Linked DNA regions of Mus musculus: regions 1, 3, 4, 5, 6 and 7 are each linked to region 2. Evidence: chromatin contacts called from public Hi-C and promoter capture Hi-C data. All regions are on one chromosome and are shown on one strand. The core of a region is the stretch at or near the end of the contact, and the rest is flanking DNA. Distances in the headings are between cores, read along the strand shown. Region 1 holds the start of Rad54l2 (RAD54 like 2 (S. cerevisiae)). Region 2 holds the start of Epm2aip1 (EPM2A (laforin) interacting protein 1). Region 3 holds the start of Dync1li1 (dynein cytoplasmic 1 light intermediate chain 1). Region 4 holds the start of Cnot10 (CCR4-NOT transcription complex, subunit 10). Region 5 holds the start of Mapkapk3 (mitogen-activated protein kinase-activated protein kinase 3). Region 6 holds the start of Rbm15b (RNA binding motif protein 15B). Region 7 holds the start of Gpd1l (glycerol-3-phosphate dehydrogenase 1-like).

Region 1 (3,268 bases), core at 507-3,006, 4.5 Mb after region 2:
CCTCTCCTTCCCTCCCTTCCTCTCTAACTCTTTCTCCCTTCCCTCTCTCTCCCCTCCCCTCGACCCCTCCCCTGCCTTCTTCTCTCCTCTCTACCCTCCCCGTTCCTCTCCCCCTCCCCTCTCCTCATTCCTGCCCTCTCCCCTCTCTTTTTATGCCTTTCTCTCTCTCTCTCTCTCTCTCTCTCTCTCTCTCTCTCTCAATGGCTAGCCTTAAATTAGGGCTTCTCCTACTGTTGCCTTCTAGGTTCAATTTGAATTTCCAAAAAGCCTAATCCGTTTTTAATTTCACGAGGAAAACAAAGAAAACTTTCAAAAATAGATCCACTTGACTATTAGCAAGGAAGACCAGCTCTTTTGGGGGGGGGGAGTTGGTTTTTTGAGACAGGGTTTCTCTATGTAGCCCTGGCTGTCCTGGAACTCACTCTGTAGACCAGGCTGGCCTCAAACTCAGAAATCCACCTGCCTCTGCCTCCCAAGTGCTGGGATTAAAGGCGTGCGCCACCACTGCCCAGCTCTTTTAAGTTTATTTGAATGAAGAGCCATCAATAGCCATCTATATGTTTCAGAACAGTGGCTTCCTGAGAGGAAAGAATAGAAGAAACTTCTATCACGGGGAGGGAGGGGGGAACGGGACGGCGGTGGGGGAGGGCGGGGAGCCATTGTTGGCTCCTGTTACTCCAAGCTCAGTTATGAAAGAGAAATAAGTTCTTCATATAAGCTCACTTATGTGAAGAGAGATAATAAGTAAGGCTCCTTTAGAGTCTCTGGTCTCATTTTTGTCCCTCTGGTCATTTATAGGGCTATTATCTGTACATATTTAAACTTTTGTAATTTGAGAGATGGTTCTAATAACTGGACTGGTGCCACATGCCTTTAATTCAAGAACTTGAGAGGTAGAGGCAGGTGGATTTCTGAGAAACCCTGTCTCGAAAAACCAAAACAACAACAACAAAAACCAATAATGAACCTAACAAACAAAAAAAACTTAAAAAAAAAAAAAACCAGACCCACATACCCAATATTTTCATCTTTCGCTCATATTCACTTTGGCGGTGGTGGGGGTTGCGGGTGGAGAGCCAAGGTAATGTAGTGGAAAGAGACAACAATACAGCTCATAAGAAAGTGGAGCATAACAATCTCCAACTTCAGGGAGAAACCTACGTTTGAGTGCGATCCCCCCTCCGCAGTACTCCCCCCTCCCAACTCGGCCGTCGCCTCTGCTAGTTTTCTGGAGACAGCTGCAGTCAACAGGAACCACGGACAGGTAGGGAGGAAGGGAGGAAGACCGAGAATTACAATGGCATGCATCAATTCAAGGAAGAACAACTTTTGTTGGAAGCTACAGCTGTAGTAGCATTGACTTTTGACAGCACCCTCAACGAATTTACACCTCATATCCGCACTATCTCGTTCCCGGTATGTTTTGACGTAATACCAAATTGAGAAGTGTAGGAGCTCAGGCTCATTTGTACTGATAAGTGTGTGTTTTTGGTAGTTAGTAAAATCCATTCAGTTGGCTCTACCAGTTCCAGGCAGGTTCTAGCATGGGATTGTTTTTGTTTTCGATTTTGTTTTATTTCTTATTTTATTTTTTTAGTCTCACTTATTCATGAAAAGGTCCTCTGTAGTAAATACACCTTACTCACCCAAGAATCGCCGTTTAGTGTCTTTCCCTGGGAAAGAACAACAGGACTCACAGCGGAACTTTGCTGCGGGTGGCTTGTGTTCCCGCCCGGGTGGCCGGGTGAGAGGGCCGGGAGGGGGAAGCTTTCTGGCGCGGACCGCGAGCGGAGGCTGAGAGCGCCGCCGCCGGAGAAGACCGACCCTCGGCCAGAGCCAGCCTGCGGCGCCCGGGCCTGGCTGGCTGCTTCCCGCCTCAGCCGCTTCTCCGGCTCCCGCCGCCGCAGACACTGTCCAAGAGGGTGCGGCAGAACGCGAGGTCCTACGGCCCAGCCCGGTCCGGTGCGGCCCGGATCCGTGGCACGGGAGGTGAGAGCCCCTGCGGTCCCCTTACTCCCTGCCGGGGCCGCTGGGACCCGCAACAATGGGGACGCGGCCAGAGTCCCCGGCGTGCAGCAGCCTGGGGTAGCAAGCTACTCCTGGCGGCTTGGGCCTTGGGGGGAGCTGCGTCCGACCTGGGAAACTCCAGTGACTGTAGGCTTGGAGGGGGTCTTGGCATCCACCCGGGACTTCAGTGGCTTGATATTTTGGGATTTCGTTGTCAAGGAAGGCAGTCGTAATTACCGAGACTGAACTACAGTGGCTATGCGCTCCTGATGTTATATTATAACACCGGCAAACCGTGCCGTGGTTTGAGGGAGAGGGATTGTGGTTCGAATTTTAGGGACCCCTGTGGCTTGGTCCCTAGTGGACATAGGTGTGGGTCTCTGAACTCCCTCGGGCCGTCTGAGAATTTGTTAGGCTGAGTCGGGTTTGGGGAGAAGAGGCATGGAGAGTTTAGCTTCTCTGAGGTAATTGGTGAGTAGTTCCTGGAAAGGCACGAGCTTAGTTGGGCACAAAAGAGTTGAGCTAGGAGCTAGATGGATCCTTCACGGCTAAGATGTATCCGAGTTAAGAGTGGTTCTCAGGTAGGAAACTTGTCACAGGAGTAGTGTTAGCTGCATTGGGTTAGGAAAAGGCCGATGCGAGCTGGGGAGGGAGGGAGAAGATGGCCGGCAGCTTCTGGGGTCGAAGAATTGGCTTTATGTGGGTCATGGTGGCTGTCTGGGAGTAGAACAAGAGCACTTTGCAGAGTGGGCTTCCTGCTAGAGAATGACCTCTTACTGCGGGGGAGTGTGTGACTCAGATCTGTTAGATTACTGCTCTTGCTGGCGGATGTGGCTGACTGTTGATGCCTGGACTTTGAAGCTGGAATGGGTATTTGGGGGGGCTTAATGAATTTGTTCTAGAGGAGAGGACAGTGTGGACCTTTCCTTCTTACTCCAAAGTCAGTGTGGTGGCTGTCGCCGGCAGTCATTTAAGTAACAAATTTCTTAATGGTATTTGACTTTAAAGCTTTTCTCTGTTCATTTTTTCCCCCTTTGCCCTCTTTTTTGAATTGTGACTCATATTTTGTTTTTAGCACTGTGGCTATTGTTTGTAATGATCCACAAACCTAGACCCCATAGTATGTTGTAATTCTTGGAGCTTTCAGTACAATTCTTCTAAGCCCAAACTAATGTAAAAGGCTTCACTAACTTTTTTTTTTTTGGTATATTTTAATATATGTAACTATAGAGGAGGATGTGAAAAAAAATCTTTATAATTT
Region 2 (3,038 bases), core at 173-2,672:
GAAAGTCTGTTAGATTTACTTCCTCCATATGTCTCTGAAGTGAACTCAGCTTACCCTCAAAGGTGCAGATGCGTTCAAAGGCAGCAGCAGCAAAGACTTTACTGATCTGCAGTTCTTCACTGATCTCTCGAAGATAGTCCATAATATCTACCAAGAAACCAAAATCACAAAGCCACTGCTTGTCTGAGAAATGAACTGTTGTTGCCCCCACTGAGACCAAGAACGCCTCGATTTCTTTTCTTAGTGAAAATATTAGTTTTAACGTTTTGCCTCTTCTCAGCCAGTTGTTCAAACACCGTCCGTTAACTCTTTCACCATGCTCTGACTCAGACTCAGTTAGTAGAGGCTGAAACTCCGGTCGCCTAACACCTCTGGTCTTAATCATAACTACCCATTCAGATATGGTATTTATGATCTGATTAATATCAACATCATAAGAACTCAACAGTTCCAAGTGAAGAAATCCCGAATAGTGGATTACGTTCCAACAGTTGGGACTCACGGCCTTCTCTCTCATGTAGGAGACCAGTCCGGAGTTCTCGCCGATCATCCTTAAAGTGTGGGTCGTGGTCAGTCCAACCATTCGCTGTAAGCTGAGCCCTGCTGTCTGCAGGGCTTCCAGAATTGCCGACATGAGAGCCCCAACACTGAAGTGATGAGTCAGGTTGATAATCGTCAGAAGATCTTCTTGCACCTCCAGGTCGCGGCCGACGCCACGGATGAAGACCAGCAGGTAGTTCTCATAGGCCACAAAAGCCTGGTCATCCAAAGCAAGGGAATAGGCCTTAAAGTCCCTGGCTCGGTTAAACAGCTGGCTGCGGAGGTTGCTGTCAATGCTCAGAATCCTCTGCCGTGTGATCTCTGGAGACAAGTCAATGCCTTCCAGGACGCCGACGTGATCCGGCAGCACCTCTCTCAGCAACACCTCCATGCACTGGTGTACGAAGTCACCCTCACCCCAGCCGCGACCCTTCAAGGCCAAGAAGCGGCAGAGGCCGAGGCCTGCCCGGGTCGCTCTCTCCTCCGGAGTGAGCACGGCGGCCAAAGACATGTCACCCTGCCGCAGACGCTCGACCAGGGCCGCGCGTTCCTCGTCCCCTACAAACCGCTCGTAGAATTCGTGCTCGGCCTCGTAGTGGCGCCTCACGTCGCGTTCCCGAGTAGAGGCGACCAGGCGGCGACACACCAGGCACAGGGCCCCGTCACCCTCCGCAGGCTCCACCACCAGGTATCGCTGGGTCCACTCGGGCCGGAACACCAGAGCCTCGTCGACTTCCATCCTAATCCTCTTGGGCGTCATCCACATTCTGCGGAGGCCACAGGAGAACGCCGAGCTCTGAGGCCGCAGCAAACGGGGAGGAGCCCGACGAACGCCAAGCACCCCCTGGGTTCTGCGCCAGATCACCCGAGCAGGGGTGCACCAGCCTCCGCCAGGGCACCTCCGTTCCTATTGGCTGGAGATTTCGTATTCCCTCAGCTCTCAGAAATGAGCCAATAGGAAGAGCGGACCGTGAACTTTGACGCGCAAGCGCGTTGCCTTCTAGCCTGGTGTCGGGCCGCTGTTTAGAGCGGGACAGAGATCCCAGGAACTGACGTGTAAAAGCGCTTGACTGGCATTCATGCTGCCCAATCAGCACTTGCCGCTGGGAAGACGGCGCAGGACTGCAGTCGGCCGAAGCTGAAGGAAGAACTTGAGCGTGAGGAGCTCGAGTGATTGGCTGACTGGGAACTCGGGCGCCAATATGGCGTTTGTAGCAGGAGTTATTCGGCGTCTGGACGAGACGGTAGTGAACCGCATAGCGGCGGGGGAAGTCATTCAGCGGCCGGCCAATGCTATCAAAGAGATGATAGAAAACTGGTACGGAGGGAGCGGAGCCGAGTTCCCCGACTGAGAGCCGGGGCGGGCCGACCCACCTGCTGCAGTCGGCCACCGTGCGGGGCACCGAGCACGGGGACCGTGGGGGCATCGGGCACAGGGACCCTGCGCGTGCCAGGCTGGTTTCCCATTATGCACACGGCCGAAGGTCCTCACGACTTGCGCGAGACCTGTTTGGGTCGCAAGTAGGGGAAGCACGCGTGGTATTGGTTTAATGGTATCTTCCTGGAGTATGCGGCTCGCCGCCACGTTACATACAACGAAGATGCGCGGCTGACGATGTGTGAATGTGTAAGGGTGGAAGAGAAACAGTCTTCAGAGTGTGCCATTTTAGGTTTATCATTCATTCCCGGAATAATCCCTACACATCCAAGGCACAGTTTCTTCTGAGTTTTATTCAGACGTATCAGGACATGGGGCTTTTTTTCTGACTCTCCTCTTGTCAAATTAGTGAGTGACCCTAGTCTGAGACTTAGACCTGCATCTGAGACTTAGACCCGTCAGGTTGTGGAGGGGAGAAGTTAAACGTGTACTGTTTAACCTTTAATAGGCACAGTGAATAGTATACCCCAAAGTAGACACACCACCAAATAAGTTCAAAAAGGACACTGTGTACATAAGGACTTTGTGTTAATATCAGTTGATGGTTGTGAAAGCCAAAGAAGACAAATGTTCAGAAGTGCACTGAAAAGACAAAGCATTCAGAACGATGACACTGAGATAAATGACCTCAGGCCCTCTTTGGGGTCCAAAGACCTTTATGCAGGAGTCACCTAAGACCATCGTGAAATTCTGATATTTACATTACAATTCAGAGCAATAGCAAAATTGCAGTTATGAAGTAGCAACAAAATAATTTTATAGTTAAGAGTCACCACAATGTAACAATGGGTCCCAGTTTTAAGAAGGTTGAGAACCACTGCCACAGGGAGGAAAGGAAACTGAAGAGATAACCAGAGGAAGGAGCAGGGAGCCCTCGGACATTTGATTTGGTGTCAATAGGCTGCCCTAGGATAGGTTTTGCTTTTACTGTGTTAGGATGACCTGGAGAACTTGTTCACTTAATTGTACTATGCCTGAATCACCTACAATAAAAAACTAAGCTTAAAAGTAGCATAGCAACGCATGCAAGCAGAGATTATGCACAGATCCTACTTAAATA
Region 3 (3,134 bases), core at 318-2,817, 3.4 Mb before region 2:
TAGCAGACTTGCGTCAGATCCGCGTGGTTTGTACATGTTTGTACTCAGTCCTGGCTATCTGCACGTGGTGCTTTCAATCACAGGAAAAGACACAATGCTAAGCTTTCAACGAGCTTGACCACAGCTTCCCAAAGCACAGGCATGTGTTGTGTTGTGTTTTGTGTGTGTGTGTGTGTGTGTGTGCATGTAACTGGTGGTGGTGGGGTCATAGAGAATGAGTCATTTCTTCCTACCGACTCATTCATTGTCACCCGTGGAGAATCTCAGGTAACTAAAACTCTTCAAGCACAGTTTCTCAGCCTTTTGGCTAAAATCAAAGAGTCTGAAGTCTCGAAACACCCACTTCCAAGTTGTAAAATATTACTGTCACCCTATTATACACTCCAATATCCTGCATGTAAAAAGAAAAGGTGGGGGTTGGAATTCCTCCCAGAGCTGGAAAGACCTGCAAAACTGTTAAGTGGGATTGTTTATTGTCCCTGGGTCCTTTATCCTCACTTTGCAGCCAGTAGATTTAAAAAAAAAAAAAAAAAAAAACCTAAGAGAAAGGGGAGACATGTCTCCCTTATTCCAGCCATTCCGCTGAGGGCACTAAATGAGAACGCTGTTCTACTGCCCTTTACAAATTTCAGAGTTATTAGGTGACAGTTAAAAAGGCAACTGCAACCCGAGCACCCAGCACTGGGAGAACGGGAGAACGCTGATTCAAATAACACTCCTCACGACCCAGTCTCTGGCTCCTGTCAATTACACAAAAGAGTCTGCTATTAAATATTGATGGCATGCATTTGCGCTGGGGCTCTCACCAAGAGCCCTCATGCTACCAATCTCTGTCAAAAACTGTCCCCGTCTTTCTAGGTAGAATCCCAGACCACTGGGAGTGCCTCGGGTGTTATGTTCATTCTGTCTCTCCCAGAGGAGATGACAGAGCCACCCCACATCCCAGGGAGGAGAAAAGACCGGAGGGTCCAGGCCGGAAGGACCAGGGACCCCTTGTCCCCCCAGCTGTCAGCAGCAAGCCGGGAGGCGGGGCGCAGCCGGGCCCGAGTGTCCGCACAAAGGCAGTGGGCGAACGGATGTGACCGTGCACCCGGGCCACATCGGATATCACTTACCCAGCAGCAGCACGTTCTTCCCGGTCGGGAGCTTGGAGCGCGAGCGCGTGGAGACCTCGCTGAGGATGCAGGACCTAACAGGGAGCAAGGCGCAGGCTAAGTAAGGCCGGGCCCGACCGAGGACGAGAACCGCCGGGCCCAGCTCCCGGGAGGCCCCGCCCGTCTCCCAGCTCCCGCGGGGCTCGGGGATCCCAGAGGCGTCCGCCCTGGCGAGGAGATAACCCGCGGGGGACCGGAGAGGGGTGCGGTCCTTACCAAAGGTTCTGCCCGTCCTCATCGTCGCCCGCCGCGGGGCCGCCGCTGCCCGACGCTAGCTCGTTGGCTAGGGGTCCGCTGGCGTAGGTCGAGGCTAGCCCGGGTGGAGATGAACCGAACGAGCCGACTCGCCCCACGGCCGCCATCTTGGTCGGGAATCACACCACTCCTGACAGGGCTGGAAGAACGAAGCGGCGACTGCGGCGGCGGCGGCAGCAGCGGCGGACGGAACCCGGATATGGACGCTCCGGGCTCGGGAGCCGACCGCGCCTGCGGGGGCGGGGACCAAGCCTGAGGGCGGGGTCTGGGGAGGGGTTGTCCAAGGAGCAGGGCGCTGCTGCACATGCGCGGCAGCAGACCGGGTCGCGCATGCGCGGCCTGATTCTCTGCTTGGACTGTGGTAATGCTGGTTTTCCCTGTGTCTCCAAGCTGAAACGCCGCCCAAAGTGCACCACCCGTCATCCCGGTTGCCCGCCGGGCGTGCCGGGCATGTCAGTAAGCGAAGCAGCTTCCCACCTTTCAGTGGGGCGGTAACCTGGGACCGGCGTGGATATCCAGCGCTGCCCACCCTTCAGTTGGGCCAAGTGGGGTTCAACAGCCTTAACTACCCCGGTCCTGGATTTCTGCTCTTTCCTCCTTAAATTCTAAAAGGACGATGAGTACCTCAAGGTGGACCCACATCTGGAGCCGGTTCTTCCAGACTCTTTGCGACTGCGAGACATAAATGTTGGCAACACTTGGAAAATTAATGGTCTTGATGGATTTGTGTTTTGGTTTGTTTTCTGATGGGAATCTCACGTAGCCCAGGCTAGAGTCTTTACCGATCTGCTTGCCTGTGGGTCCTAAGTGCTGAGGCAGGTGAACCGGTGCACATCACTATGCCCACCTCTGGTCTGATGTCTGATGTTTCAGATTCCTGTGAGATCTGAAAAGACTCCCTACAGGAGTCGGCTCTCCGTTACCATGGTTAATACACAAGCACGGAGAACCTAAGCCAGACCCCAGATAATTCTCTACTAGAACTTGATTAGCTAAATATAATGGAAAATCTAAGGCCTGTTTCCAGAAAGAGTCGATGGCTTTAAGGCTGTCGTGCGCCCCATAAGAACAATTGCTGAAGATAGTCTGACTTTTGAACATTTTTTCCCCTTACTTTGAAGAGAGCTCGTTCACGTGACCCGAGTGATGATGCTACTATGCAAGCGAGAAAATCCACAACCCCGCGCTGCATTTGCTACAGGCACTGCATTTACTAGGGTTTGTCCACTCGCTAATCTCGAGTTCAGACCCTAGTAATGTGGGATAAAGGGAAGATTAAATGGGATGATTCACATAAAAGATTTATAACTGTGCCCAGAAAATCATAAGTGTTCAGCGCGTGGTAATTACTGTTTTTATTTTTAAATCTTCTGTCAAAGATATATTTATTACTTTATGTATACAGGTATTTTGCCTGGATGTATGTCTGTGCACCACATGAATGTCTATGCCCTGGTGCCAGTAGAGGCCCGAAGGGAGCATCAATTCCCTGGAACGTGGATTGGGTTGAGAGCTAGCATGTGGGTGCTGGGAATTGAATCTAAGTCCTCTGGAAAGGAGCAAGTGCTCTTCTATTTGTTTGTTTGTTTGTTTGTTTATATGAGTACACTGTCACTGTCTTCAGACACACCAGAAGAGAACATCATATCCCATTACAGATGGTTGTGAGCCACCATGTAGTTGCAGGGAATTGAACTCAGGACCTCTGGAAGAGCAGTTGGTTCT
Region 4 (2,993 bases), core at 279-2,778, 3.4 Mb before region 2:
TTCTGCAAATCAAATTCAGGTCATCAGGCTTAGTGGCAGGCATTTACCCTCTGATCTATTCTGCTGGTAATTGGCTTATTTTTTAAAATAAAAATAAAAATTTCAAAGTCTTATGAGGAGTACCTGGTGTGATGGTGCAGCCTTTAATCCAACACTCGGGAGGCAGAAACAGGCAGATCTCTAAGGTAAGCTACACAGAAAATAGAAAAATGTAAACCAAATAAATAGCTCCATGTGATTTATTTATTTACATACTTAACTATGCTCCCATCAAAGCACCATTTGGGTCACTTTACAATTCAGTGCTGTTGTCATTTATATATGAAGTTCCTCTCCCTCAAAAGCCTGCATATAGGAGGCCCGGCCCCCAGTCCTTGAGAGTGATAATAGGATTCCAACAGTTTGGAGCTATCCTTGGATTCATCCACTTGCAGATTCGTAATTTGGTGCATCATTAGGAAGTAATGGAAATTAAGGAGGTGCGGCCCAGTGGGGCTAAGTATCTCAGTTGCATGTGCCCTTGGAGACTATTTCTTCTCCCAGCTTCCTCTGCTTCTAGCACCAGGAAGGCAACAACTTTACTCTGTCACTTGTGCCCTGGCACAATGCACTGCTTCACTAATGGTCCAAAAACAATGGAACCAAGTGACCTGGGACTGAAAACTCTGATACACGAGGCAAAAAATCCATCCTTCCTCATTTAAATTCTCCTCTAGGGTATTTATCACAGAAGCAAAAAGTCTAACACAAATGCTTTTAATGTCTGTTTCTCTCCGTGAAATGAACCTCTGTTATTATAAATGCTGTTTGTTCTCTAGAAGGGAAAGGAAGAATGGAGTAGGTGCTTCTGGAACCCAAGGCTATGGTCATTGAGCAAAACCAGAACCAGTTCAGGGTTAAAGCCTTTGCCACAAAGACTGCCAGATAGGGATACATAGTGAGATTCTGTCTCAAAAAATTAAACAAACAAACAAACAAAAATTTGTCACGATATGGGCTAGAGATGAGATAGTTGGGAGCTGGGTAGTTGAAGAGTGGGTATTGTTTTTGCAGAGGATTTGAACTTGAATCTAAATCATTGTGCTTAGTAATCGTGATGCATCAAGCTTTTGTCTTAGACCGACCTACCATAGTAAGTTAATGGTTGCATGACTCGCAATCAGAGAAACCGCATGCATAATGCAGTCTGAATGGCTTTTTCAACTTGGCTACAAATAACAAAACAGCTCTGAAACTTTGAAAAAAAAAAAAGCCTTTTTTCTGGGGGAGGTGGCCTCCTCTAACAACACTTCTCTCATCCTCATTGTTATGGAAAAACAGCCCCTATGAGACTCAGAGCTTAGCACATAAACCTCAGGTGTGGTGCCTGCCATTTTGCTGAAATGCGGAACAAAAAGTCCTTCCCCTTCTGTGTTTCACTCAGGACCTACACTAGTGTACTTCCGGGTTTGCAGAAGGACGCGCTTCCGGGGCCGAGGCCAGCCCTAATTCCCACGCCCAGCTGGCCCCGCCCCGGAAGTAGCGTCTCCCTTGGCCGCTACGGGACGGAAGCTGTGGATGGCGGGGAAAACAGCCCTGCACCGGCGGATGTGTTGGCGCTGTTGCTAGACGACGAGCAGTAACTTCGTCACTTCCTCAGCCCGTGGCCCGCCCAGGACCTTAGCCGAGGCGACTGGAGCGGGCTTGAGCTGAAGAGTTGTCCCCCGCCGGTAGGACTCACCACCAGCCCGGCGGCGGGAGTCGGGGCCACGCCACCTACAGGGAGGAACTCGAGCCGAGGCGGGAAGATGGCTGCAGACAAGCCTGCAGGTGAGGCGCCCGCGCCGCGACCCAGGGGCTGACACACTGCGCGCGGGGACGGCAGGGCCCGCGTGGGGGACCCGAGGGCCACTTGACTTCGCTTGGGTACTTGTGCCCTTCACTCTTCTCAGCTGTCTCTACTGTGAGTCCAGTGGATTTTCTGCTGTGACACATCTTGATTCTACTGCACCCCATCTTGATTGCACTGCATTTGCCTTGCTCTCCAAGTTAATTCTGGCGCAGGAAGCTTGAATTTGTCACGCCGCTGTCCAGACGCTTTAAGGGAAAGTCTATCCGAGCACGCACGGTTGCCGTAAGGCCCCCCCAGGCTCAGCCACTGAAAAAGTTCCCTCTGGTCAGCGTGTCCAGTGGAGTCATTCTGAAAACTGTCTAAAGAGGCGTGACGTTTCACTGTGTCTCCTGCCTGCTCTCACTTACCTTGTTCCTCATCTGATTTTTCCCGAGCTCCTCGAGATTCCTTTTTAAAAGTCTTAATTATGTGTGTGAGTGCAGGTGCCTGCCGAGACTAGAAGAGGACATTGCGTCTACTGGAGCTGGAGTTACACAGTTGTGGGCCACCACTTGTGGGTGCTGGGAACCCAGTCTTGGTCCTCGGCAAGAGCAGCGAGTGCTGTTAACCGCTGAGCCATCACCTTTCCAGCCCCAAGATTAAGTTCTTTTTTTTTTTAAGTTATTTATTTATTTATTCATTATATGTATGTACACTGTAGCTGTTTTTCAGACACCCCAGAAGAGGGCATCAGATCTCATTAAGGATGGTTGTGAGCCACCATGTGGTTGCTGGGATTTTGAACTCAGGACCTACGGAAGTGTAGTCAGTGCTCTTAACCGCTGAGTTATCTCTCCAGTCCCAAGATAAAGTTCTTAATTTCTGTGGTTTTCTGTGGTACTCCATCAGGAATTTTTCCCATTAGGGAATTATGAGAGCCCATTTATTACCTGGAAAGTCTGCTATATTTCTTTGAAGAAAGTAATGTTTAGAGAGTGGGGCGGAATTGATTGGTTGATTGATTGATTGATTGATTGAGGCAGGGTCTCACTATGTATGTAGCCTTGGCTGTCCTGGAGCTCGCTATATAGACCAGGCTATTCTCAAACTCACTAGACATAAAGCCTCCTGAGTGCTAAATTAAAGTTGTGTGCCATTATACCCACTGCCATAGAATTTTAGC
Region 5 (3,163 bases), core at 591-3,090, 4.0 Mb after region 2:
TGAGCGTATGCTTGCACATGTGGATTAGTAGAGCCAAGAAAGAAACTCCATGGGAGGAGGTCATTCCTTGACCTCCAACCTTAAGCCCAACCATGAGGTTGCACTCTGGGATTGAGATGAGGGGCAGTTCTCTTTTATTAGTTGCTGATGTCAAGCAGGTCACATGACTCACCTCTCTGGGCTTGTTTTTCTTCTGTGTTTTCAGTGTGTGTCTAAAGGGATGGTGATATCTTCCTTCCTCTGTCTCAGTGAGGTGTTCAGGTAGAGCATTTCTTGGTCTGCAGGAAGTGCTTCCTAGTGACCATCTGAGGCTCTTATCTAGTGATCTCTGCTTCACTGATTGTTGCTAGCTTGAAGGTTGCCTGGAGAAGACAGTTACCAATTTCTAAGGAGACAAGCTACCCATGAATAATTGCAGTGCTCTTCCCGAGTGGTTATCAGGAACCTGGATGCAGTTGTACAAATAGAAGGGCACCAATTTTCTGTTGGCCACTGACAGTTGCAGAGTGCAGCCCAGGCATCTTTGTGTGTGTTGTGGTGGAAGGCCGGACACAGCCTCCTTTGGGTGGGACAGAGGTCCGGGTGGCTGCAGTTCTGAATATAGTCTGTAGATGGCAGCAGAGACCTGCTCAGAGGGCTTGCCTGTGGCGCCGCCTGCTCTGTAGACTTGTGGGAAAGTTGGCTCAAAATATCTATGATAGGCTAAAAGGTGAAGGTCTAAGTGCAGAAGGGAAAAATTTAAAGCGAATAGAGGAATTGGATGGAAGAAATGGATTTTAATGTTAAGGCTGATTGATTGAGCCGGGCGTGGTGGCGCACGCCTTTAATCCCAGCACTTGGGAGGCAGAGGCAGGCGGATTTCTAAATTCAAGGCCAGCCTGGCCTACAGAGTGAGTTCCAGGACAGCCAGGGCTACACAGAGAAACCCTGTCTCAAAAAACCAAAAAACAACAAAAACAAAACAAAAGATTGATTGGTTTTTCGAGACAGAGTTTCTCTGGCTGTCCTGGAACTCTCTTTGCAGACCAGGCTGGTTCGAACTCACTGAGGTCCGTCTTTTTCTGCTTTCAGAGCGCTGGGATTAAAGGCATAGGCCACTATGCCCAGCTAATTTTATTTTTTAAAAACATAGCCTCACGATGTAACCTAGGTTAGCCTCACAATCCTCCCGCCTAAGCCTTCCTCGCGCTGCAATTACAGGTGTTCATCACCATGGCCAGAACTTGAACTTTTATTAGTTGAGATTCTTAGAACCTAAAGCTCAAATCACGAGGTGAAAAGTTGATGCAGCTGACCAAATGGGAAATCGAGATTTCTGATTCAAGAGCGTCCCAAGTGTGTTCAACTTACGGCTACGGGCTGTAAGTGGTCCAGGGAAGTATGAATGTGGCCCAATACATTTATTTGGAATGACAAGTGAATTGCAAAGTCAAAAGGTTAGTCAGGAAGTGCATAGAAAGGAAAGCTAGCCAGTTGTTAGACAGATGCCCTAAACCAGGAAATGAGTGGCGGGTTAGACAACAACATGCCAATTCCCAGGGCACGCTGACTAAACATTCAAAAAGTTGAATTCTGAAACACTTAGCTACCTGGAAATTTTGGGAGTCTAAAACGCCCCCTGGCAGCTAGCAAAAAGAACACTTCACTCAAGAGCCCGCAAGAGAAACAAAATGTCTTGCGCTGTAACTTTTCTAGATCACAGATAAAATCCGAGGAGGCTGGTACAACAGTTGAAGGAGCTCCTAGCGGTGTCCCAGGGCGCTGCGAAAGTTACAGTGAACTTGACGAGGCCACGCCCCATTTTGTCTCGACTCAGAGGCGGAGTCTGCCAGGGGCTCTGCCCTGGCCTGCCCAACCCGGACTAGCCTGGCCCTTTAAGGTTGACCTAGCGGGGCCCCAAGTCTGAATGACGCGACGAGAAGCGGGGGTGGGGGGTCACGTGGGACGCGGGCGGCGAGACTCTGGGTCCAGGGCTCCGGTCCTCAGCGGACTCCAGGGATCACTATCTCTTGCCCACTCTCGCCTGCACCATGATTTTCGTGTAGTGCTTTGCCACCAAGTGCGCCTTCGCCTGGTCCGCCTTTCTTGGGTCTCTGTATGGCTGGTTCTCAAGACCTTGTTGCTATACAGCGCCGGACTCCTTCCTAATTTGACACGTGCCTGGGCTGAGGGATCACCTCCCCCTGCTGTACGTAAGTACTCTCAGGCAGTTTCCAGCTTGTCTTGGGCCAGGAGCCCAGTCAATCTAGTTCTGGAGAAACCAAAGCTGGGGTGTGTCCAAAAAGTCCCGGTGGGGAGTGACTCTTTCCCTTTCCTTCAGGTGCCTCTGGACGCGCCAGGCTGGGGCTACCTCCGAGCGCCCCGTGGGGGCCATGGATGGCGAGACAGCAGGGGAGAAGGGGAGTCTTGTGCCCCCGCCAGGTGCGCTCGGCGGGTCCGCCTTGGGTGGTGCTCCGGCCCCAGGTGTGCGACGGGAACCCAAGAAGTACGCGGTGACTGATGACTACCAGTTGTCCAAGCAAGTGCTGGGTCTGGGTGTGAACGGCAAGGTACTGGAGTGCTACCATCGGCGCTCTGGCCAGAAGTGTGCCCTGAAGGTTAGTGACCCATCTCTCTGAGGGCTAGGGTGACATGGAGGGTCCAACAGCAGAAACCTGTGGATGTATCTGTGTCCGGGGTCTCTATTAAACATCTACACATGGCATCTTGTTTTATTTTCAAACTCTTCCTCTAGCGTCAGACTCGTGGTCCTCTTAGCCTCACATACACGGAAACAGGCTGACCTACCTAAACTGAGGGTGTGTCCCAAAGAGCGAGGGGAGGAGTCAATGTGAGTAGAGCTGTTGTACCCGGAAGGCAGGAGGGTGTGGCTGTGCGCTCTGGTTCTGGCTTGGGCTTTGTGTTTAGGCCCAAAGGATGCTCTTAAATTCTTAGTTATCCCCTGCAGGTAGCTCCTTCTATGGGGATGCGGCTAAGTTTTCCTTAGGCTCAGTGCAGGGTTGTCCTCCTCATGGCCCCTGCCCGCTGAGGTGGGACCATGAGCCTCTTAGGGTGTTTTTTGACTACTGGGCCCCTTGAGTTGAGTTGGTGGCCTCTTGTGGAAAGGGGCAAGCTTTGCTCATAAGCTGACCCACCCTGGACAGACGATGGAGAACCACTTATC
Region 6 (3,386 bases), core at 637-3,136, 4.4 Mb after region 2:
TTTTAAGCGGGCTCCTGACAATGAGATGTGAACCTAGAGCTTTCCTAGTGATGCTGGCTCTGCAGTTCCCTCTTGCCCATCCCCGAGTGGGGACAATTTCCCCATCCCCAAGTGGGGACAATTTACTTCCTTCTTTGCTGGTTTACTCTAGGACTTCAAAGTTTGTCTGGGATTTTTTTATTAAAAAAAATTGTCTTTGGAGAGTTGAGCTGGCACAGTATTCTGTCCTATAGATTACTGGTTTATCTTTCCAGTCTGAAAAGATCCCTCAGCCTGCCAGTGCTGAGGGCCTGAAACTCCCATAACAGGACTTAAGAGCTTGGGCAGCCAATGTCTTGTGGGTTTGGGCTTCTGGGTGTCTGATACTTCAGCCTGGTGAGGTTAGACTTGACCCCTGACCCCCACCCCCATCCAGTCCAGTAGCAGGGGCTGAAGGTTCTTGAGCTGCTGTTAAGTCTAAAGGACATTTACATTTGGCTCAGCCTATGCAGAAGGAGAACTGTGAGCTGAGTACAGGTGGTCAGACCATAGCGTATCTTTACCCCGCCTGGTACTTAAACTATTCATTCATCGGGGTTCCAGTCTAGCATCAGAACAAGGACCCTTGCTTACCTATATTTTTGGCAAAGTTGGCAGGAATCGGTTTACAAAGAAGCAGTGTGAGCTGGTTGTAGTGGAAGGCCTGAGGGAGTTGTGTGCACTGTGGTTTTCAGTTGCTCCCTTTGCTGGCACTTGTGAACTGTGCCTCAGTGGGGAAACTTTGCTCCTGCTGCCTCCAGAGATAATGAGAAAGGAGCAACTGCTAAGAAGTTATGTTTTCCAAAAGGCTCGTCTTAGCTATCTTCTTGTGTGGTCCCCAAATTCACTTTGCATTCGCAGGGCCTTACATGAAGCCCTCTGCTGTTTCTTCCAAGTTCCTCCTGCACTTTCTCCTCCTGCTGGTTGCTTTCTGCTTATGGGAGGAGGGAAGAGCTGGGTGCGTTCTTCGACATCCTACAGATGCATCAATGATCCAGCAACCGTCTGTGGAGAGCATAAGCCCTAGGGGCCTTTGAGTACTCTTGCCGGTACTTCACCTCATCTCCTGGATGTGGTCAGAACACTGGCCAGCAGTCTGTCAACTTGGCAAGAAGTGATAATGGCATTACCTGCTCTTTACCCTTGGCTCAGCAGCCCCACCTTCCCAGCCTCCTGTCCGCCCAGACACCTACAGCAGAAATTTGGACCCAGTGGCACCAAGATGCCTGTCTGTAGGTTGCAAACGCATTCTAGTTTCTGTACCTGGACCCCGGGGAGGTCTCACCTGTGTCTATCAGGACAGTGCCTGAAGAATTCGAATGCATAAGATGCCTGGATGTGGGTCCTAGGCAGGGTGTAGGCATCCTTGTGTGTCTATTTTCAAGGGGGCCAACTCTGGTCCTAATCAGAAAACTCCATGGAAGGAAATAGAGTTTCTTCAATCTAGTGGCAGGTTGGAGTGGGACGCGCAACACTTGGCTTCGGGCCAAGCGGCCACACCTGCTCCGGTGGGCGTGGCCCCGAGGCGGAAAAAGATAGGCGGACCCGGAGTAGCAAGCAAGCCCTGGAGCACAAAGCGAAAGCGCAGCCGCGGCCTGCCGAGCTCGAGAGGGAATCTGCGCGCGACCCAGGAGCCGGGTGCCTGGGCTCCGGCAGCCACGCGGCGGCGCCAAAGCTCGCAAGACAGGCCGCTTCCTCTGGTTGCCAAGATGTCACGTGGTGCGGGGCCACGGAGCTCCGTGATAGGCAGCGAGCGAAACTCTCGGCCCGCCCACCGCGGTCACGTGTCGCGGCCGGCGCAGCTTGATAACGCAGCGCCGGGCCCCTCGGCGCCGCTCCCGCCCCGCCCCGCCGCCGCCGCCGCGCCGAGTCCTTTTGTCCAAGATGGCGGCGCCGGGGGCGCTGCCTCCTGGGCCGCCGCCGCCGCCGCTCTGAGGGACCCGCGGGCCGCCCGCCCGCCCGCCGAACCGGCGCGATGAAGCGGCAGAGCGAGCGAGACTCCAGCCCGAGCGGGCGTGGCTCGTCATCGTCCGCCAAGCGGCCGCGGGAGCGCGAACGAGAGGCAGAGGCGGGCGGGCGGCGGGCAGCGCACAAGGCCTCCGGCGGTACCAAGCACCCGGTCCCGGCGCGGGCTCGCGACAAGCCCCGCGGCAGCGGCGGAGGCGGCGGGCATCGCGACGGGCGCGCTGCCGGGGATGCGAATCACCGGGCGAGCGGCGGGCGCTCCTCGGGCGCGCCCGGAGGCGGGGGACGCACCGGCAAGGCCTCCGGGGACCCGGGTGCTGGCGGCGCGTCGCCCCGCGCATCTCCACTCCCGCCGCCCCCGCCGCCCCCCGGGGCGGAACCCGCGGGTCCGGGCTCCACCGCGGCTCCGGAGTACAAGACGCTCCTCATCAGCAGCCTGAGCCCCGCGCTGCCGGCCGAGCACTTGGAGGACCGGCTCTTCCACCAGTTCAAGCGGTTCGGGGAGATCAGCCTGCGCCTGTCACACACCCCGGAGCTGGGCCGCGTGGCCTACGTGAACTTCCGGCACCCACAGGACGCGCGGGAGGCTCGCCAGCACGCCTTGGCCCGGCAGCTGCTGCTCTACGATCGCCCGCTCAAGGTGGAGCCGGTGTACCTGCGCGGCGGCGGGAGCAGCCGGCGCAGTAGCAGCAGCAGCGCCGCCGCCTCCACGCCGCCCCCCGGGCCTCCCGCGCCCGCCGACCCCCTGGGCTATCTGCCCCTGCACGGTGGCTACCAGTACAAGCAGCGCTCGCTGTCTCCGGTAGCCGCCCCGCCCCTGCGGGAGCCCCGCGCGCGGCACGCCGCCGCAGCCTTCGCCCTGGATGCTGCTGCCGCGGCGGCCGTGGGACTGTCTCGAGAGCGAGCCCTGGACTATTACGGGCTGTACGACGACCGCGGCCGCCCGTACGGCTACCAGGCCGTGTGCGAGGAGGACCTGATGCCGGAGGATGATCAGAGAGCCACTCGAAACCTCTTCATCGGCAACCTGGACCACAGTGTTTCTGAGGTGGAGCTTCGACGGGCCTTCGAGAAGTACGGCATCATCGAGGAGGTGGTCATCAAGAGGCCTGCCCGCGGCCAGGGTGGTGCCTATGCCTTCCTCAAGTTTCAGAATCTGGACATGGCACACAGGGCGAAGGTGGCTATGTCTGGCCGGGTGATTGGCAGAAACCCCATAAAGATAGGCTACGGCAAGGCTAACCCCACCACCCGCCTCTGGGTGGGTGGTCTCGGACCTAACACCTCGCTGGCGGCCCTGGCCAGGGAATTCGATCGCTTCGGGAGCATTCGGACCATCGATCACGTCAAAGGAGACAGCTTTGCCTACATCCAGTACGAGAGCCTGGACGCAGCCCAGGCTG
Region 7 (3,266 bases), core at 763-3,262, 3.7 Mb before region 2:
ACACCATTGAAAAAATAAAGAGAGAGTCATGTTTTCTAATAATTCTGACCTCATGAAGAGCTTTTCCCACTCTGTAGTTTGAGCCCCAACAGCCAAACTCACTTCGCTGTCTATTTATATCAATACCTTCTGGCAGCTAAACTCCCACCCACTCCTGAACTCAGAAGGAAATGGACCAAAGTGAGCACCGTACAGGACTGAGGCTAGCCCAAATGGTGCTTTCTTTTCTTCATGACAAGCCTTTCCATCTCTCAGAAAATGGTCACTTGTGTCACCAGTGATGCCCACGTGGTGCTGGCCTCCACTGTTTTTCAGGAGGCTCCCCGAACCCAATGGAGAGCCCTCCTCTGTGCCCAATTTTCTATTTCAGTTATTTGTGGGTCCACTCTCTGGCTCCCCAGAAAGCTTCCCTTCTCAAGGCAGGGCCACCTTGCCAAGGGCTCCTTTCTCAACCACTGGAGCTGGGGGATGGGGTCTCCTGTGCTCCCCTCCCCCGCCCCAGGCAGGCCTGGAACTCATTATGCAGCAGAGCCTCGCTGTGTAACCAGACTATACAGATCAGGATGGCCTCCAATTCATACAGACCTGCCCATTTGGGTATTAAAGGCATTTATCACCACACACAGTTTGACTTGGTGTTTTAAAATGATCCCACTGTTTGGCCTTGGCTGACCTGGAACTTGCTATGTAGACCAGGCTGGCCTTGACTCAAAGAGACTAATTTGCCTCTGCCTCTAGAGTGCAAGAAATAAACCTATTCTATTTTTAAATTAAATTTATTTTAAACCAGACATTAATTTAATGAATTTAATTTAATCCAGATAGTTGCCTTTAATCCCAGCATTTGGGAGGGAGAGGCAGACAGACCTCTTGTGAGTTTGAGGCCACCCTGGTCTTTAGCATGTTTTAGACCATCCAGGGCTACACTGTGAGACTCTGTCTCAACAAATGAATTAATTAAAATAAGTTTGTTTACTATTGTGAGGCTGTGCGATTCTCTCCTTCCTCCGTGGGCCCTGGAGATCTGACTTCCATTAGGGTTACACCTTTCCTTGCTAAGTGAGCTAGCACTCTCCATTCTTGCTTTTGCTTTGTGATAGGGGCTCACGTGACCCAGGTTAGCCTCAAACTCACTGTCTAGTTAAGGATGACATTGAACTGCCGATCGTCCTGTCTCTACCTCCCTGAAGCTGAGATTACAACACATTCCACCATCTCTGTTTTTCGCGGCCGCGGCGTGCCCAATTGCAGTACAGCAGTTTGGATGGCTTTTTTGTGAAGCTCTGGCAGGGAGAGAAAAGGGGCATGCCCTTTGGGTAACCGTATGAGGGGGACAGTTCAAGTTTCTGCTTTGATCCTGTGTAGACAAGTTTTCCATCCTGAAATGCAAGGGTACTTGTTTGCGACAAGGTGGCCTCCCATTTTTATTTGGCCAAGGATAACCTGGGACTCCAGATTCTCCCTCCGTCTCCCACGTGCTGTGATTACAGGCCAGAGCCACCAGGCGCTAGTGTTTGAACTTCCTGTGTTCAATCTAGTTCTCTACCAACTGAACTACGACGCCACCCTTGTAGAGTAGATACTCCCAGATCAATGGCAGAAGACTTAAAGCTCCAGGCTCGCTAGGAAATTCAGGGGTGCCTGGACTTGTCCCGTTTATACGAATTTGACAGCCGTTGTTAAAGCAGGCGCAGGCTCCAAATCTGGGTGAATTCATAGTCAACTACTTAGGCTGTCTAGGCTCCACCCTTAAGTGATAGTTGTCCCTGCGCAAATTGCGATTAGGTGACACTTGTATAAGTTGGGTCGGGCTTGCTCTGTCCAGGATAGTGACACTCAGCAGCAGGAGCTCAGAGCTCCAGTCTGCGCAATAACATTGGCCTGCACGTGGCCCGCCTGGAACTGAAAGGGAGCCCGCAGGGAGGTGGACTACACATCCCAACATTCCTAGGGCAGGGGTGGGGCGACACCGGAGGCTGACCCGGCCACCCACCCGGACCAGGCGTGCGCAGTGGTTCCTGGGAGTGGTGGGGCGGGTCCTCCGGGCTGTCAGCTGTGGCCCTAGGCGCCTAGGCAGGGTGGCGGTGGCCATTGGCGGACAGGAGGGCGGGGCGGGGTCGCCCGGAGCGCCTATACTAGGCCGTTCCTGTGGAGGTGAGCAGCCGGCCTGGGAGGCACAGTGTGTGTTGCAGCGATCCGACTTGCAGCAGCGATCCGACTTGCAGCAGCGATCCGGCTTGGCCCTGAGAGGAAGGCTGTGCAGCAGCGATCCGGCTTGGCCATGGCAGCGGCGCCTCTGAAAGTGTGCATCGTGGGCTCGGGGAACTGGTGAGCAGAGGCGGGTGGGCGGCGCGGTCTCCGCCTCCAGGAAGCCCCGGTTCCGGGCCGGCCAGGGTTGCTCTCCCGCTGCTTCAGCGTGGACACCAGGGCATCGCGGGTAGGCAGAGAGGCGGGCCTGCGACCGCCTGTCCCGGTTGGACACTGCACGGACAGAGGCCACGCCGAGGAACCAGAGCGCGAGGTGCGGGGCCAAGGTGGCCCGGGTGGTAGCGCGCACCGCGCCCGCGGGCACCTGTTTGCGCACTGGTAACCCTGCGGTTAGGGCCACCTGCTCGCCACGCCCGGGTACTTGGCAAAACAACCCAAGGGCGTTCTCTATTCTCCCCTGCCGATCACCCCCGTGGAGGAATTTGCAGAGGCTCAGTTGTCCTTACTGCAGTTTTGGGATTGGGGAAACGGAGGCACAGAGCGTGAGAAGGGTCCTTGCTACCTGGGACAGTGCTGGCTTCAAGAGACAGTTCTCATTTCCTCTGGCGAGTGGTTCCCAATCATGTTAACGTGGTATCCGAGAAGAGAAAACAAGCCCCCAACCGGGACGTGAGGGTCCCAGGGAAAGGTGTTTGCAGAGCTTCGCGTCACCACTGGGCTGTATTTTCTGACTTAACTTGTAAAGTGCTTGGTGCTTAGAGGGCTTTGAAGCTCCTCCAGTAGTTTGCATACCTTGGTGGCCCTTAACGCAGGAGAAGTTGGGGGTCTCCGTGAGAAGGAGGCAGAGTATGGTGCGTTCCAGACTTTTCCCGCGGCCCAGGGGTGGAACAGTTGAAGGCCATTCTCGTGGCTTCTGTCCCCTTCTGTTTTCCTGTGGTCTGACGCACACCACAGTTCAGGCTGCTAGAAGCGGTACTGTTCTGGAGTCGTCGGAGCCACCTGACTGGTCTTTGAAAACTTGGCTCTGAAAGGACTTTTGGAGGAAACCTTAGCTGGCT

The links. Promoter capture Hi-C pulls out the DNA fragments that hold promoters and counts their contacts. A called contact is a pair of places that touch in the nucleus more often than the background predicts.
Region 1: a promoter capture Hi-C map of pre-B cells shows a contact between it and region 2, with 3 times the contacts expected there. The contact joins the promoter of Rad54l2 here to the promoter of Epm2aip1 in region 2. A contact is called at or near these places in 2 of 39 promoter capture datasets (liver and pre-B cells).
Region 3: a promoter capture Hi-C map of cranial neural crest shows a contact between it and region 2. The contact joins the promoter of Dync1li1 here to the promoter of Epm2aip1 in region 2.
Region 4: a contact with region 2 is called in a promoter capture Hi-C map of pre-B cells. The contact joins the promoter of Cnot10 here to the promoter of Epm2aip1 in region 2. A contact is called at or near these places in 3 of 39 promoter capture datasets (cranial neural crest, maxillary cranial neural crest and pre-B cells).
Region 5: a contact with region 2 is called in a Hi-C map of CD8 T cells, with 6 times the contacts expected there. The contact joins the promoter of Mapkapk3 here to the promoter of Epm2aip1 in region 2. A contact is called at or near these places in 2 of 484 Hi-C or Micro-C datasets (CD4 T cells and CD8 T cells).
Region 6: a Hi-C map of CD8 T cells shows a contact between it and region 2, with 10 times the contacts expected there. The contact joins the promoter of Rbm15b here to the promoter of Epm2aip1 in region 2. A contact is called at or near these places in 2 of 39 promoter capture datasets (liver and pre-B cells) and 3 of 484 Hi-C or Micro-C datasets (CD4 T cells, CD8 T cells and double positive thymocytes).
Region 7: a promoter capture Hi-C map of liver shows a contact between it and region 2, with 5 times the contacts expected there. The contact joins the promoter of Gpd1l here to the promoter of Epm2aip1 in region 2. A contact is called at or near these places in 2 of 39 promoter capture datasets (cranial neural crest and liver).

Annotation. Positions count from the first base shown.
Region 1 is chr9:106,787,701-106,790,968 of GRCm38.p6, reverse strand. It overlaps Rad54l2 (RAD54 like 2 (S. cerevisiae)), which reads left to right and starts at 1,756. Exons shown (of 22, transcript NM_030730.2): 1 at 1,756-1,989.
Region 2 is chr9:111,270,229-111,273,266 of GRCm38.p6, reverse strand. It overlaps Epm2aip1 (EPM2A (laforin) interacting protein 1), which reads right to left and starts at 1,422. Exons shown (of 1, transcript NM_175266.4): 1 at 1-1,422. The coding sequence starts at 1,306. Mlh1 (mutL homolog 1) reads left to right here and starts at 1,659. Exons shown (of 19, transcript NM_026810.2): 1 at 1,659-1,858. The coding sequence starts at 1,743.
Region 3 is chr9:114,687,264-114,690,397 of GRCm38.p6, reverse strand. Dync1li1 (dynein cytoplasmic 1 light intermediate chain 1) reads right to left here and starts at 1,567. Exons shown (of 13, transcript NM_146229.2): 1 at 1,371-1,567; 2 at 1,116-1,189. The coding sequence starts at 1,516.
Region 4 is chr9:114,638,735-114,641,727 of GRCm38.p6, reverse strand. Cnot10 (CCR4-NOT transcription complex, subunit 10) reads left to right here and starts at 1,528. Exons shown (of 20, transcript NM_153585.5): 1 at 1,528-1,809. The coding sequence starts at 1,788.
Region 5 is chr9:107,288,554-107,291,716 of GRCm38.p6, reverse strand. It overlaps Mapkapk3 (mitogen-activated protein kinase-activated protein kinase 3), which reads left to right and starts at 1,840. Exons shown (of 11, transcript NM_178907.3): 1 at 1,840-2,192; 2 at 2,321-2,597. The coding sequence starts at 2,373.
Region 6 is chr9:106,885,575-106,888,960 of GRCm38.p6, reverse strand. It overlaps Rbm15b (RNA binding motif protein 15B), which reads left to right and starts at 1,886. Exons shown (of 1, transcript NM_175402.5): 1 at 1,886-3,386. The coding sequence starts at 1,994. Manf (mesencephalic astrocyte-derived neurotrophic factor) reads left to right here. Exons shown (of 4, transcript NM_029103.4): 4 at 1-208.
Region 7 is chr9:114,932,733-114,935,998 of GRCm38.p6, reverse strand. Gpd1l (glycerol-3-phosphate dehydrogenase 1-like) reads left to right here and starts at 2,012. Exons shown (of 8, transcript NM_175380.5): 1 at 2,012-2,328. The coding sequence starts at 2,282.